2 separate regions of the Macaca mulatta genome follow, and region 1 is linked to region 2. The links are chromatin contacts, called in public Hi-C maps. All regions are on one chromosome and are shown on one strand. Each heading gives the region's core, a stretch centred on a gene start, on an enhancer-like site or on the middle of the called end of the contact. The rest is flanking DNA. Distances are from core to core; before and after follow the strand shown.

Region 1 (5,883 bases), core at 2,439-4,938, 140 kb before region 2:
CTCGAGTCGACCACGTGTCCCTGCATCCCGGGGGCCTAGGCTCAGCTCCTCTAAGTCTGTTCGGTAGGCATCATATTCCAGCCTGGGAAGGGGGTGATAAAGGCTGGTCTCCACCCGTTTATCCTCAAGACATACTCTCCTTTCCTTCCTGAATTCTTATGTCCCTAATGCCCAAATTTCAACCCATGCCAGCCAACTCCCCAAACCCTAAGCCCTGCCAGTGCCCACACCTGGCAGCCTCATACTGTTTCACAGTCATGAGCGTGTCTTCCATGGTCTTGGTGACCAGTGTGTTGATGCTAGAGACAAAGAAGTTCACAGCTCCTAGCAGTGTTTCCCCATTCTTGCATAGCAGTTTCTGTGTTTCTGCATTGTAGCCAAACTCCTCCTGAGGGCAGAAGGGAGGAACAGACCTTGAATACTACTACCTACCTGACTGGAGCTGTAGAGCCCTTCATTCCCCTCCTCCCTGGGGAGGAAACAGCCAGCAAAACTGGAAGAACCAAGGACTGCCTCCAGCAAAGCTCTGTTAGCTAAAAAGTCAGTGGGGTCACCCTGGGGATACCTGGGGTAGGAATGTGGGTGGTGGGCATTCTTGGATAAGTTCACAAGACTGGAACAGTCTAAGAGCTAGTGTGGCAAGCAGGGCAGGGGCTCTGATTAGGCTGAGCACTGAAGGCATTCTCCCCAATGCAGAGAGGGGTTATTTGTGAAGCACCTAGTGTGCCCCCTCCCCCACCCCCTCCAACTTCTGGACCTCTGTACAAACCCTTAGGCTGCCTCCACAGGTGAGTGCTGCTGGGGGTAGGGCTGGGCCCACCCTGAAGGGGTTCTCCCTGTGGGCTGCAGGAGGGAGGGAGGATGACGAATGACTGCCTGGGAGGGCCCATGCCCAGTTCCCCCACCCTCTTTGGTCTGGGTGAGGCACCTGAAGCTCTGGGGACTTCTGGCTGAGGTCAGCAAAGGCATCACCTAGTGCATGCTGGGTCTGCAGCAGGCTGTAGAGGTGGGCTGTCAGTGCCCGGCCCAGCTGCAGGACACTCTCATACTTGCGCTTCGTCTCACGCAGCAACTCAATCTGCAGCTCTAGCTCCAGGTCCACAGTCCGTGAGCCTCGACCAAATCGTTCTGATAACAGTTGCTTTGTGCACTGATTGGGAAACGGGGCAATAGATCAGAGACCCTAATAGCCTCCCGACACAACAGGTATCTACCCCAACGCCACCCAGGCTCCTACTCTCAGCCACAGATGGGATATTACGATCATGAGGAAAGGGGAAAAAGGTACCCATAACGAGTTTTGGGGAAGTGAGAGGTGCTCAAATCCTACCTTATAGGTGTTGATGCCCCATTTCTTGACGATGTCAAACTTTTCTCCAGCAATGCCCCGAGCCACCTCATCTCCAGGGCCAGCAGGAGTGGTGCTGTGAGATGGATGGCGGCCAGACCCTAAAGGATCAAGTTCTCTGACACCAGCCTCTCTCAGATACACCAGACACCTCTGTGGCCCCACCCATGCTTCTCTCCCAGCACATGAAATTGACTTCCCTGAAGGAGATGCTAGAGACAACTGGATTCTCCTGTTTACTAGGAGGAACTCGGACCTTGCACAGTGATAACCAAATCCTGATATACATATGGCCTCCTTGGAGGCCAGAGGAGGGGTTTGCAGGGAGTTGTTGGTGTATAGGGGCAGAGGAAACAGAAGAAAATACACTGAGTTTGGGGGCAGCAGGAGTCAAGGATGGTGGGTCATGATAACAAGAAACCTGGTTGCATTCCCATGTGGAATCTTAGTGTGAGATTCAGGGCTGTTTGTTCCTCTAAACTTTAGAATCTAAAAATTCTGAAAAGCCTCACAAAGTTCCAACTCAGCCTCAAGCTGTAGAGCGGGGGCATTCCTGTGAAGTAGGTCTTAACTTGACTCAGGTGGTGGCAGGGAAAGGACGAATGAGCCATTTCAGGGGCCAAGTGGCAAAAGGGAAATGGATGGACAATGCTGGGAGTTGCTTTTGGGCTGAGGAGAGTCCATGGGATTCCTACAAGCAGAAGTTCCTAAGATCTCCAGACATTATTCAAGCTTTCCTAGACATATCCTATGCTTCCCCAAACCATTCCTGTCCCCTCCTCCACCCAAGCTTCCTGTTTCTGTTCATACCTGTGGGGATGAGTCCATCACCAGAGCCCCCATAGCCACCAGACACAATGCTGGTTTCATTGAGGTTGGGTCCTGACACCATCACTTGCTGGAGGTCCTATAGGCCAGAGAAGAGGGGTTGCTTCAGGAACATAGGGACTGCAGAAGCATTTTGGAGGTGGGAACAAGTTTGGATTCAAGCATCATAAAGACACTACACAAGGGAAGTCTGCACAGAATCAAAATGATATGTAAAATTAAGGGAGTCAGATAAGTTCAGGGGAAGGCTACTGGAATGGAGGGTGAGAACCCAGGATTTATAAATTGGATTCCTAAATTGAAACAATTAGAAGAATCAAACAGAAGCACCTGCTCCAGCCCATCATCTTCAGGAAGCTGCCTGGCTTCACCGTTCCCGTGGATAGGGATCTCCATTGTGGCTGCCTTCCCTAGGATCCCGTCCGTCATGGCTAGGAAAGGTATTGGAGTAAAACTCTCCACCCCAGCACCCTGCAAAGCCCAACACAGAAGTTCTGGGCACTGGCCAGCACTCTAGAAGAAGGAAGCCTCCTCTGTCATTTCTTTAAAGGCTGTCCCAGGGTTTGAGTGTCCCAGCGTTTGGTCATCATTCCTTTCTTCAGGTATATGTATTTCTCCCCTCCAAAATGCACATTTGTACACAGGCACACCAAAGCACGGTGTCTTCTCACAAGCCCCCAACCTCACCAGGCCTCTGGTGATTATTCTACACTCATTCAGTCATTCAGCAGACATTTAGTGAGTGCCTACTCTGTGTCAGGTACTATTTGTGACAATGAAAATACAACAGTGAAGAGGGAAAGTAGCTCTCTTAGAACTTATCTCCATGCAGGCGTGTTTATGCTGAGCAGGAGATGGACCCTTTCCAGGGCTCAGGTCTTCACCCCCCATTCAGGTTTGTTCTCCATTGCTTGGCCTTTCTCACTCCTTTAGTGTTTCTTCCCCCTTCCTTCAGGGGGTCTCCCCTCCTACGTCTCATACAACTCCTCTTCCTTGGGCCCTCCCCACCAGGCCTTAGTTAGATCAGTTGGTGTATGTTCCCAGTCTCTGGCAAAAGCCTGTCTTTACCAGGATATCGGTGATCCCTTCCACAGTCAGTCTCCCAGGTATGTGAGTCCCCGCCCCCACCCCCATACACCTGGACATCAGGTGTGTCCTCATTCTTCCCCAGGGCTCGGGGCATCTTGCCCTCTGGACAGGTTTGTGCGTTCAACTTCCCGTCGCCCAAGCATGTCCCTCTCACCTCGGGCCGGGCCGCTCTTCCCCTCAGGGCGCCAGGCCCGGGCCGCGCGGGGACCTCGGGCTCCAGTTCCCGTCGCGATCCTAGCAGCAGGTCAGGGACTCGGCGGAAGTGACGTCCTCTCCGGGCAGAAGAAGCCGGCCACGTCGCAGATTATAAGGGCGGAAGTGACGTCGAAGCCGGGGCAGGGCGATACTCTAGCTTGGTTCTCGAGAGCAGCGAGAGGTTACTTCCGGGGCGGCACCGAGAAGCTGAAAAGGAAGTGGCGTAGAGCATGCGCCGGTGGCGTGATGGAGCAGCAGCAGCAGCAACAGCAACTGAGAAACGTGAGTGAGAACTAAGTCGTTTCGGGGCCAGACGTTCAGCTCGCATTCCTGCACACATCGCGGAAACCCCATAGAGCCAGGGATCTGAGGGCTGGAAACTTCGGGTTATGGTGCGCGGGCCTGGGAAACTTTGGGCTGCGCGACCTTGAGTAGAAGTGTGGGGCACATATCGCTGAGTTCGTGGTCCCGGTTTTCTCCCAGCTGCGTGACTTCCTGTTGGTCTACAATCGGATGACAGAACTCTGCTTCCAGCGTTGTGTGCCCAGCTTGCACCACCGAGCTCTGGACGCTGAGGAGGTGGGGAACTGTGTAAGGAGGTTACGCTGCAAACAGAGTTTAGCGGTAGACTGCTTCCCTCCTCACCCCACTTCCCCTACCTCTGGTCCTGGCCTTCCCAGACCCTCACCCCTAGGCTGTGCATGGGGAAGGAAGGAGGCGGGCCCGACAGGACACCTTTGTCCTCCGCTTAAACCCTATCTTCCTTCTAGGAGGCCTGTCTGCACAGCTGTGCTGGGAAGCTGATCCATTCCAACCACCGCCTCATGGCCGCTTACGTGCAGCTCATGCCTGCCCTGGTACAGCGCCGCATCGCAGACTACGAGGCTGTCTCGGCTGTGCCAGGCGTTGCTGCTGAGCAGCCTGGGGTCTCTCCATCAGGCAGCTAGCCATCTCCAACCCCAGGAGGGAAGGCCCTGGATGGACCCTCAGATTGAAGGACCCAGTGGACCTTAGGGTTGGTGAATCCTAAACGGAGAGAATTCGAGGTCGCCTGAAAACTGGCTGTCCTTGCTCCTTTTCCTGGAGCCAATATACTCGCTTTTTACTCTGTTTGATTTATATTCTGGGCAAGGAAGCTTTGCATACTTTATTGGCATAATCCTTTGTTCTGTCATTTAGCCATATCTGCTGGCTTCAGCCCTGGCAGCTGATAAGTTGTCTTCTATATGTAGAAGGAAAACCTGAGTATTTGCAGGCATCTGGTTAAAGCAGGGTCTGTGTGTACAATTTTAAAATGAGTAATATGTCAGGCTTTATCTTAGTTTACAACAAAACTACAAGTAAGCGGTATTAGCCTCACTAAATAGATGAGGAAGCAAGATTCCAGAATGTACCAGAAGGCCATTTGATACAAAAGGAGATTGGTTCCTGCCCAGATGACAGAAAATGGGAGCTCTGTCTAGTTGTCCTTAAGTCTGACTGACTTCAATGGCTTATAACCGTGAACCAAGTATTTGTTGGTTCATAACTGTTGTTTTGTGAACTATGTCTTATATGTCTAGAATTCTGCTGGATCTAGGGAAAGGAGAAGCTGTCGAAGTACAACGGATCAAAAAACCACAGGGCTTTTGGGCACTGCCTCCTTGAGAAGTTAGTGGCCACAGAAGAGAGATGAAACCTGTAAGAAGTCTGGAGTCTTGGAACTTCAGCCATTTCCCCAGGTTGTTACTTTCTTAGTTTGTACAGTCTTCTCAGGATGAGCAGTAAAACCTTTGAACCAAGGTCTGTGTGCTTGTCTTACGGGCAATCGGGAAGGGAGAAAGTTGGGGACCGTATTCTGCAATACAGCCAAATCTGAGGAAGAAAAACTGAAGGGGGAAGTAGATGGCAATGGTTATGATAAAAAGGATAAAACGAAATCTTCGGGACTTCCTTAATGCTACCTTAATGTTTCACTGCTTGTCTAGAATCTCCTAATTCCAGCTTTCCATCATCTGCCCCACATTGGTCTCATTGAGTACAATCCGTGATTTCTTTCTTTTTTTTTTTTTTTTTTTTTTTTTTTTGAGACGGAGTCTCACTCTGTCGCCCAGGCTGGAGTGCAGTGGCCGGATCTCAGCTCACTGCAAGCTCCGCCTCCCGGGTTCCCGCCATTCTCCTGCCTCAGCCTCCCGAGTAGCTGGGACTACAGGCACCCGCCACCTCGCCCGGCTAGTTTTTTGTATTTTTTAGTAGAGACGGGGGTTTCACCGTGTTAGCCAGGACGGTCTCGATCTCCTGACCTCGAGATCCGCCCGCCTCGGCCTCCCAAAGTGCTGGGATTACAGGCTTGAGCCACCGCGCCCGGCCCATTCTGTGATTTCTAATTCCAGCCTCTCCGTTCTTTTCTCATTATTGCCTCCCCCGCCCCCCAACTTTGTGTA
Region 2 (6,105 bases), core at 854-3,353:
TGGTAGGGACGTGGGGACCTTACAACATGGGTCTCTGTAGGTCCTCCCACATAGTGATGAAACTCAGCCCCAGGGAGTAGCAGCTCTGCTTGCCTGGAGGTCAGAAAACAGAGGTCAGAAAGCTCAAAACAGAACAGAAGAAGCTGCCTCTGAGCATCCCTGGGCAGTCAGTCACTGTCTCCCCATGCATCAGCTCCCACCCACAAGCCCCAGCAAGCTCTCAGCTCCCTCCCATCCATCTCACTGAGGGGATGACTGGTGCCCTCCATGGAGAAATCATTTCCTCTCACCGGATGCTCAGCCAGCAAGTCAGAAAGTCCTGTGTGATCACAGAATGGCACTTCTGGGCTCCGGCTGCCAAGAGCCATTTTTGCACCGTGTGGAGGGTCAGTGGGGATGGCCTCACCAGATCAGCCACATTCTCTAGGGTCAAGTATTTTCCTGCAGGGATTCAGAAGCGGCACTTGCCCTCATTCGTTGCTTTCCCAAACTCCCCGTTTTGGACCTCGACTATGAGACATCAGGACTTCCCAAAGCCTGGATCAGGGTAAAGGAGGGTTGTGCGTGCAGGTGTAGGTTGTACTTGGGGAGCAGAAGAAGAAAAGGCTGGAGAGACTTGAAATGCCATGGCCAAGAATATGGATTTACCCTAAAGGCCAGTAAGTTGCAAATGTCACACCACAGCATGTATTGCCATGATCATGAAAATCAATGAGATTAATACATATAAATTTTCCATTTTAATCTTAAGCTTATGTCCAGTAAATGTTTTCAAATCTCTTGGCACTAGTTATCCAGTTTAGCTCAAATTTGCATACTTGTTGATTTTAAGCTTAACACGATGGTGAGTCACTGTTTCCTGCCATGCATACTAGTGTCACACTGCCCTGTCCCCAGCCTCTGCAGTTCACATGTGCACACTCCCCCTGCTGTGAAGGGCTTTAACCAGGAGAAGGAACCAATCCATTCTGACTGTTGGAGAGACTTTTGAAGCAGAGTGGGGGAGTACAGTGAGGGGTGGGGTGGAGGGAGGAGACTGCAGATCAGCTGGGGAGCTGGGCAGTAGTCCAGGAGTGGGAATAAATGAGTTGGTAGTAACAAAGGACAGCAAGAAGTAAACTAATCCAAAGGCTCTTTGGGAGTTAGAACTGGCAGCCTTAGTATGTGAACAGAAGAAATTAGAATGGATTCAAGGGTAGGGGAAGGAACTTAAGTTGTACTAGATGCTATTTTCCCGTTTGCCTGGTAGCTAGTAAGTAGCAGAGTCAGAATTTGAGTTCATGTTTGATCATAAAGCCTATATGCTGAACCACATCCCCTTTTAGGTTTCTAGCCTGAGGAACACAAGTGTCTTGTCAGGCCCTGACATGATCACCATCCCATGCCCAACCCAGCCCTGTGTCCCTCCACTGCATCCCACATCCTGTCCTCAGTCCCAAAAGGCACCGTATTGAGGAGAGTTGGGATCCGACACAGCCTGCACCAGCTCCGAGAGTCTTTCCAGGTTCTGCTGTCTCAAGGCAAAGGTGAGACTCAGCTCTTCCTCAGGGTCCGCACGGCCCAAGGACACCCAGCCTGGGGGCAGCCTGTAGGGTCAGGGGTCAGGGACATGGCTTTGGTTAGGGTAGAGATGAAAAATATTGGTCATGGAAGGTTCCAGATTAGGAGCTGAGACCTTGGGTAGGATCCTAGGAGCAGATACAGATCACATGAGGTGAATGACAGGGGACTGAGCCTAGGAACCTAGAGATGAAACTATGGAGTGTGTACTAGGAGCTGGCATGGGGGTGAGAGAAGCTAGGACCAGGACAGTGAGAGGCAGAACAGGGTATGGGGAACGGGGTGGTCTGTGCTAAGTCAACTCACGTTCTCCGCTGGTCGGGCTCCGGGCTGTAACTGCATTTGCCAGAGAGGATGAGGGCAAAGAGCCCTAGGAGGCTGTAAGGGCAGCAGGTGGGTTTCAGTGGGAGCTACATTGTCCTTGTGTTCCCACCCTCCCAATGTATGCTCCCCCCAACGTGATCCCTTTCTCCCCAGCCCTCTCAATTTCTCACCAGGCTTGGAGTCCCATTCTGCCCTTCCGCAGATCTGCTGTCATGTGACAGATCACATGAACCCTATAGTCCACCACCAACCCTCTGCCTAGTAACTAGTGACGGTGCTGGCTCCTCCCTTGCGTGGGTGGTCCTGAATGCTAGGCAAGGGTGGTGCCGCCACTCGGATTCTCCCCTCTGGCCAGTCAAGCGCTGAGTAAGCCCAGTGCTCCCCACCTGCAGCCTGAGCTTGGTCCCCTGGGAGTCACCACAAGTGAGTAGGCTCTAGAGACCCACAGACCGGGGTTCTTCCTAGCTATATGATATCAGCAAAATAACCTCTCAGAGCCTAGGTTTCTGCATTTACAATATGGAGACTTACATAAAAGTGATCTGCCTTGAAAATATTGCAGTGAAAAAATTTTTTCCTCCTTTATCCTCTATGTCTCCATATTATCAATTTTGTGTTCATTTTAGGACTACATTTATGAACAGAGTAGAGCTTTTGCAAGATCAGGATCCTTTTATTCAAATCCGTTTCCAGTTTTAAGTAGCTTCCCAGGAGATCTAAAATCAGCTGGGGTCCTGTTTATTACGGGTCCCAAGGTTTTCAAGGAAATCAACTTTGTTCCAAGAGCCACGGAGGAATCTTGCATCTTGTTTAGTGGGCTCAGGTGACTAAAATGGAAACAGACCTTTGCTTCTTTCTAATGGTAACTCAAAGCCCACAAGGTCTGAGTTTACTGCTTCGAATTGGGGTCATTACAAGAAGATTTTCAATGAGAGTTAAAACCCTGAGGATTCAGTTCCCTTCCAGTCTTCTTAAGTATTTTTTTCCCCAAAAAATCCATATGGAAGATGGTGTCAGCAGTGTCATTTTAACTTCTAAAACCATTAATCCTATACTCATGTAAAATCCCTTGTTCTGACCTCAATACTTTTTAGATAGATCCCTCTACTCTTGCTGTTTTCCTACAGGCCACTGACATCCATAACCTATAGATCATATTCCCACGCTGAAGATTACGGCACTTCACTTTTCTCTCCATCCCAATTCCTGCGATCATTTGACCTAGATGATCAAATTATCTAGGTAAAAGACCCATTCAACACCCTAACCTTCCATTTCTTCATCTCATTAAACCCAAGGAGCATTACCTTCACTTCACTGAAGCAAACCAGTCCCATGGCTACACTTGGGCTTGCTATCTCTCAAAACTGCTCTACCTTTGAAATTATAATTATAGAATCCTTTCTTAGACTATAACCTTCTGTTTTTTCAAGCTATTGTTTTTCCTTACTCCTATTAATCTGACTTCCTCCTGTCCATTGATCCCTCCAGTTTCCCACTAAGCTTGGATCCTAGAGCTGTATTTACTAGCATCATGCTCAGAAACATTTCTCTTTGACCACTTTATTTTTTTTTTCTAATTTCCTCAGTCCCATGAACTTCTCAAATATTGGCCAATCGCCTTTCCCTCACAGCCTGGCTCCCCCAAAGAATGGTCTACACCAGTGGTTCCCAAATCCCTTTGTATGACTGTGAAAATTTACACTGAGATGAAGCAAGACAGCCACCTGCAGAAAGCCTGACATGACAAAGGCTCAACAAATTGAGCTATTATTACAATGTGGATATTTAGTGGCCCCAAGAAAAACAAATAAACCCCTTGACTGCTCTTGTACCCACCCCGACTTATTTTAAAAAAAGAATTTCGGGCCTAGAGCTGGTCATCCCCAAGATCCCCTTTCACACCCAACTGATCCCTCTCAAGGCCCTGCTGGCCTCTTGCCCATATTAGAAGGAAAAGATTAGCTGCAGAGAGATGTGATCATCAGCCTCAGGCTAGGCTCCTGAGCTCCCAGTGCCATCCCCACCCCACCACCCCTCTGTGCCTCCTGAGGTATCCACAATACTCTGCCAGGTGTCTTCCAGTCATCCCTATAGAACAAAGCTGGAGACTGGATACAAATTGCAGTTTATTAAGGCTCCAGAGTGAGAATTGGCACTTGGTTCTGGGCAGGGGCAGGGGCAGGGGCGTCAGTGGAACCCAAAGGAGCTGGGTCCAAACATGTTGGAGGGACCTCCTCCATCCCCCTACCCCCAATAAATAAAGTCTCAGCTCCATCTCAGGGTGCTGGTGCAGGGCAGGGAGCCCTCACTGAGAACCCAGGGCTGCTACCTCCTTCATATTTCTCCCCACATTGGATCTGGTCACAGGTCAGTGACCAACAGGACTTCTATGGTCCTAGTGCTCTGAGGGGGCTGGGGAGTTCAGGGTGGAGAGCTGGGGCCTGGTGGTGGCCTCCCCGTAGCCAGTCATAGTACGAGGCTGCCCAGGGCAGGCTCAGAGTGGGACCTGCATTGGGGACACTATGCGCATCCCAGGTCGGGGCCCAGCCTGGGCCACAGCTAGATGTGCAGCTCCGTGTCATCAGGTGGCTCCAGGCCAGACTCTGTGCTGAGTGCTGAGGCTGAGGGACCCTGGGCCACCCCAAATGGTGAGACAACGGGTGAGCGAGCAGCCAGAGGAGACAGAGAGGGTGAGAAGCTGGGGGACATGGCAGCTGAGGACAGGGAGCCTTCATGGCTGATGGGCGAGCGGTGCGGAGCTGGTGGGAAGATGGCCCGGGCTGCAGCTGTGTTTGCTGGCTTGGGGGGCACAGACTTGGCTCCTGGGTGGGCCACGGCAGTGATGAGGGGTGGTGGGTCGATACGGGGAGCTGGGGGACATGGCCGAGCTTCATCCTTGAGCCGAGCGATCTCTGTGAAGACACTGGCCAGTGGTTGGAACTGAGGGCACCAGCTCAGCAGGTAGTCCCAGTTATAGCTGCCACGGAGCTCCTCCTCGCCGGCCACAATGGCTGTCAGTGCACCTGCCACACATGGCTTGCCATCTGCTGGGAAGCCATAGTCCCCAGTGGGTGCAGGGCTCAGGCCACAGCCCCCCAGGAAGGCTGTGGCAGTGGCTGGGGGCCCCTCCTCTCGGTAGAGAGTGGCTCCTGCACCTGGCAGCAGCAGCCCTGCCTTTCGGCCCTTATACCAGGTGTCAGGGGCAGGTGGCTCACAGGATGTGTCACTCAGTCCATCTGCATCCTGCTGGATGCCTGAGTCAGGGCCACGGGCAGCCAGAGAGGAGGCCACACTGGCCACACGGGGGAACTCATTGATCATGCGGATCTCATCATCCTCTGCAGCCTCTGCTGAGCCTCGGCCACTTGAATGTGAAGGGTCCAAGGAGCCACCACGGGGGTAGGGTCCTCCAGCTCCTGGCCCACCATAGCTGGGAAGAGTCTGGTGATAGAGGTGCTCAGAGGGTGGTGGACTAGGTGGCTCCCGGCCCACTTTCTGCAGTGAGCCACTGGCTAGGGGTGCTGCCTGTGACATTGGGCCAGGGGCTGCCTCAGCCTTGCGGCCACGGGCCCGAACAAGTCCTAGGACAAGGGCTGCCAGTGCAAGCACCACCACAACTCCCAAGGAGGCTGCTACAGCCCCTACTAATAGCAGGTTGAGGTCAGGTGCCAGGCCCAGTGCGGTGTGGGTGATATCCACAGTCACAGGCACTGTGGCACTCCGGGAACCAGGCAGAGGCCCCCGTGCTATCACCTCCAGCCTCAGCTCCCGTGGTGCTTCCCGCCGGGTCCGGCCCCCACCCCCAGTGGTGGCTGTTCCACTGCCTGGTGCTCGACTGTCCACCCGCAGGTACAGGGCACCTGTAGTCTGGTTAATACCAAAATAGGGTGAAGAGGTGGCAAGGGAATACAGAACCAGGCCATCAGCACCCCCATCCTCGTCTGTGGCCTGCACATGACCCAAGCTGTGGCCACGCCGGGCACCTTCGGGCACTTGGAAGTGGAAAGCTGGTGCCAGAAATACCGGGTCATACTCATCCTCTCCAGTCACCAGCACCGACACAGTGACAGAGGCTGAGAGATTCCCAGCATCGGCAGCACCCACCAGCAGCCGGAAGCTTTCTGTGTGCTCGTAGTCAAAGGCCACTCGTGCACGCAACTCCCCTGTTGAGCTGTTCAGTGCAAATGCCTCACGGCCCTCAGGCCCTGGCCCAGCCTC

Evidence for each region. A called contact is a pair of places that touch in the nucleus more often than the background predicts.
Region 1: a Hi-C map of CD4 T cells shows a contact between it and region 2, with 2.8 times the contacts expected there. The contact joins the promoter of TIMM10B here to the promoter of TPP1 in region 2. A contact is called at or near these places in 4 of 14 Hi-C or Micro-C datasets (CD4 T cells, blood, fetal cortex germinal zone and 1 more).

Annotation. Positions count from the first base shown.
Region 1 is chr14:59,302,430-59,308,312 of T2T-MMU8v2.0, reverse strand. It overlaps TIMM10B (translocase of inner mitochondrial membrane 10B), which reads left to right and starts at 3,688. Exons shown (of 4, transcript XR_013404052.1): 1 at 3,688-3,852; 2 at 3,944-4,039; 3 at 4,231-4,475; 4 at 5,023-5,241. ARFIP2 (ADP ribosylation factor interacting protein 2) reads right to left here and starts at 3,529. Exons shown (of 8, transcript XM_015114974.3): 1 at 3,420-3,529; 2 at 2,507-2,607; 3 at 2,159-2,255; 4 at 1,331-1,449; 5 at 929-1,150; 6 at 231-388; 7 at 1-82. The coding sequence starts at 2,605.
Region 2 is chr14:59,160,920-59,167,024 of T2T-MMU8v2.0, reverse strand. It overlaps TPP1 (tripeptidyl peptidase 1), which reads right to left and starts at 2,103. Exons shown (of 13, transcript XM_001108748.5): 1 at 2,055-2,103; 2 at 1,867-1,938; 3 at 1,447-1,586; 4 at 291-441; 5 at 1-93. The coding sequence starts at 2,098. DCHS1 (dachsous cadherin-related 1) reads right to left here. Exons shown (of 22, transcript XM_077963587.1): 22 at 3,997-6,105. The coding sequence ends at 4,447.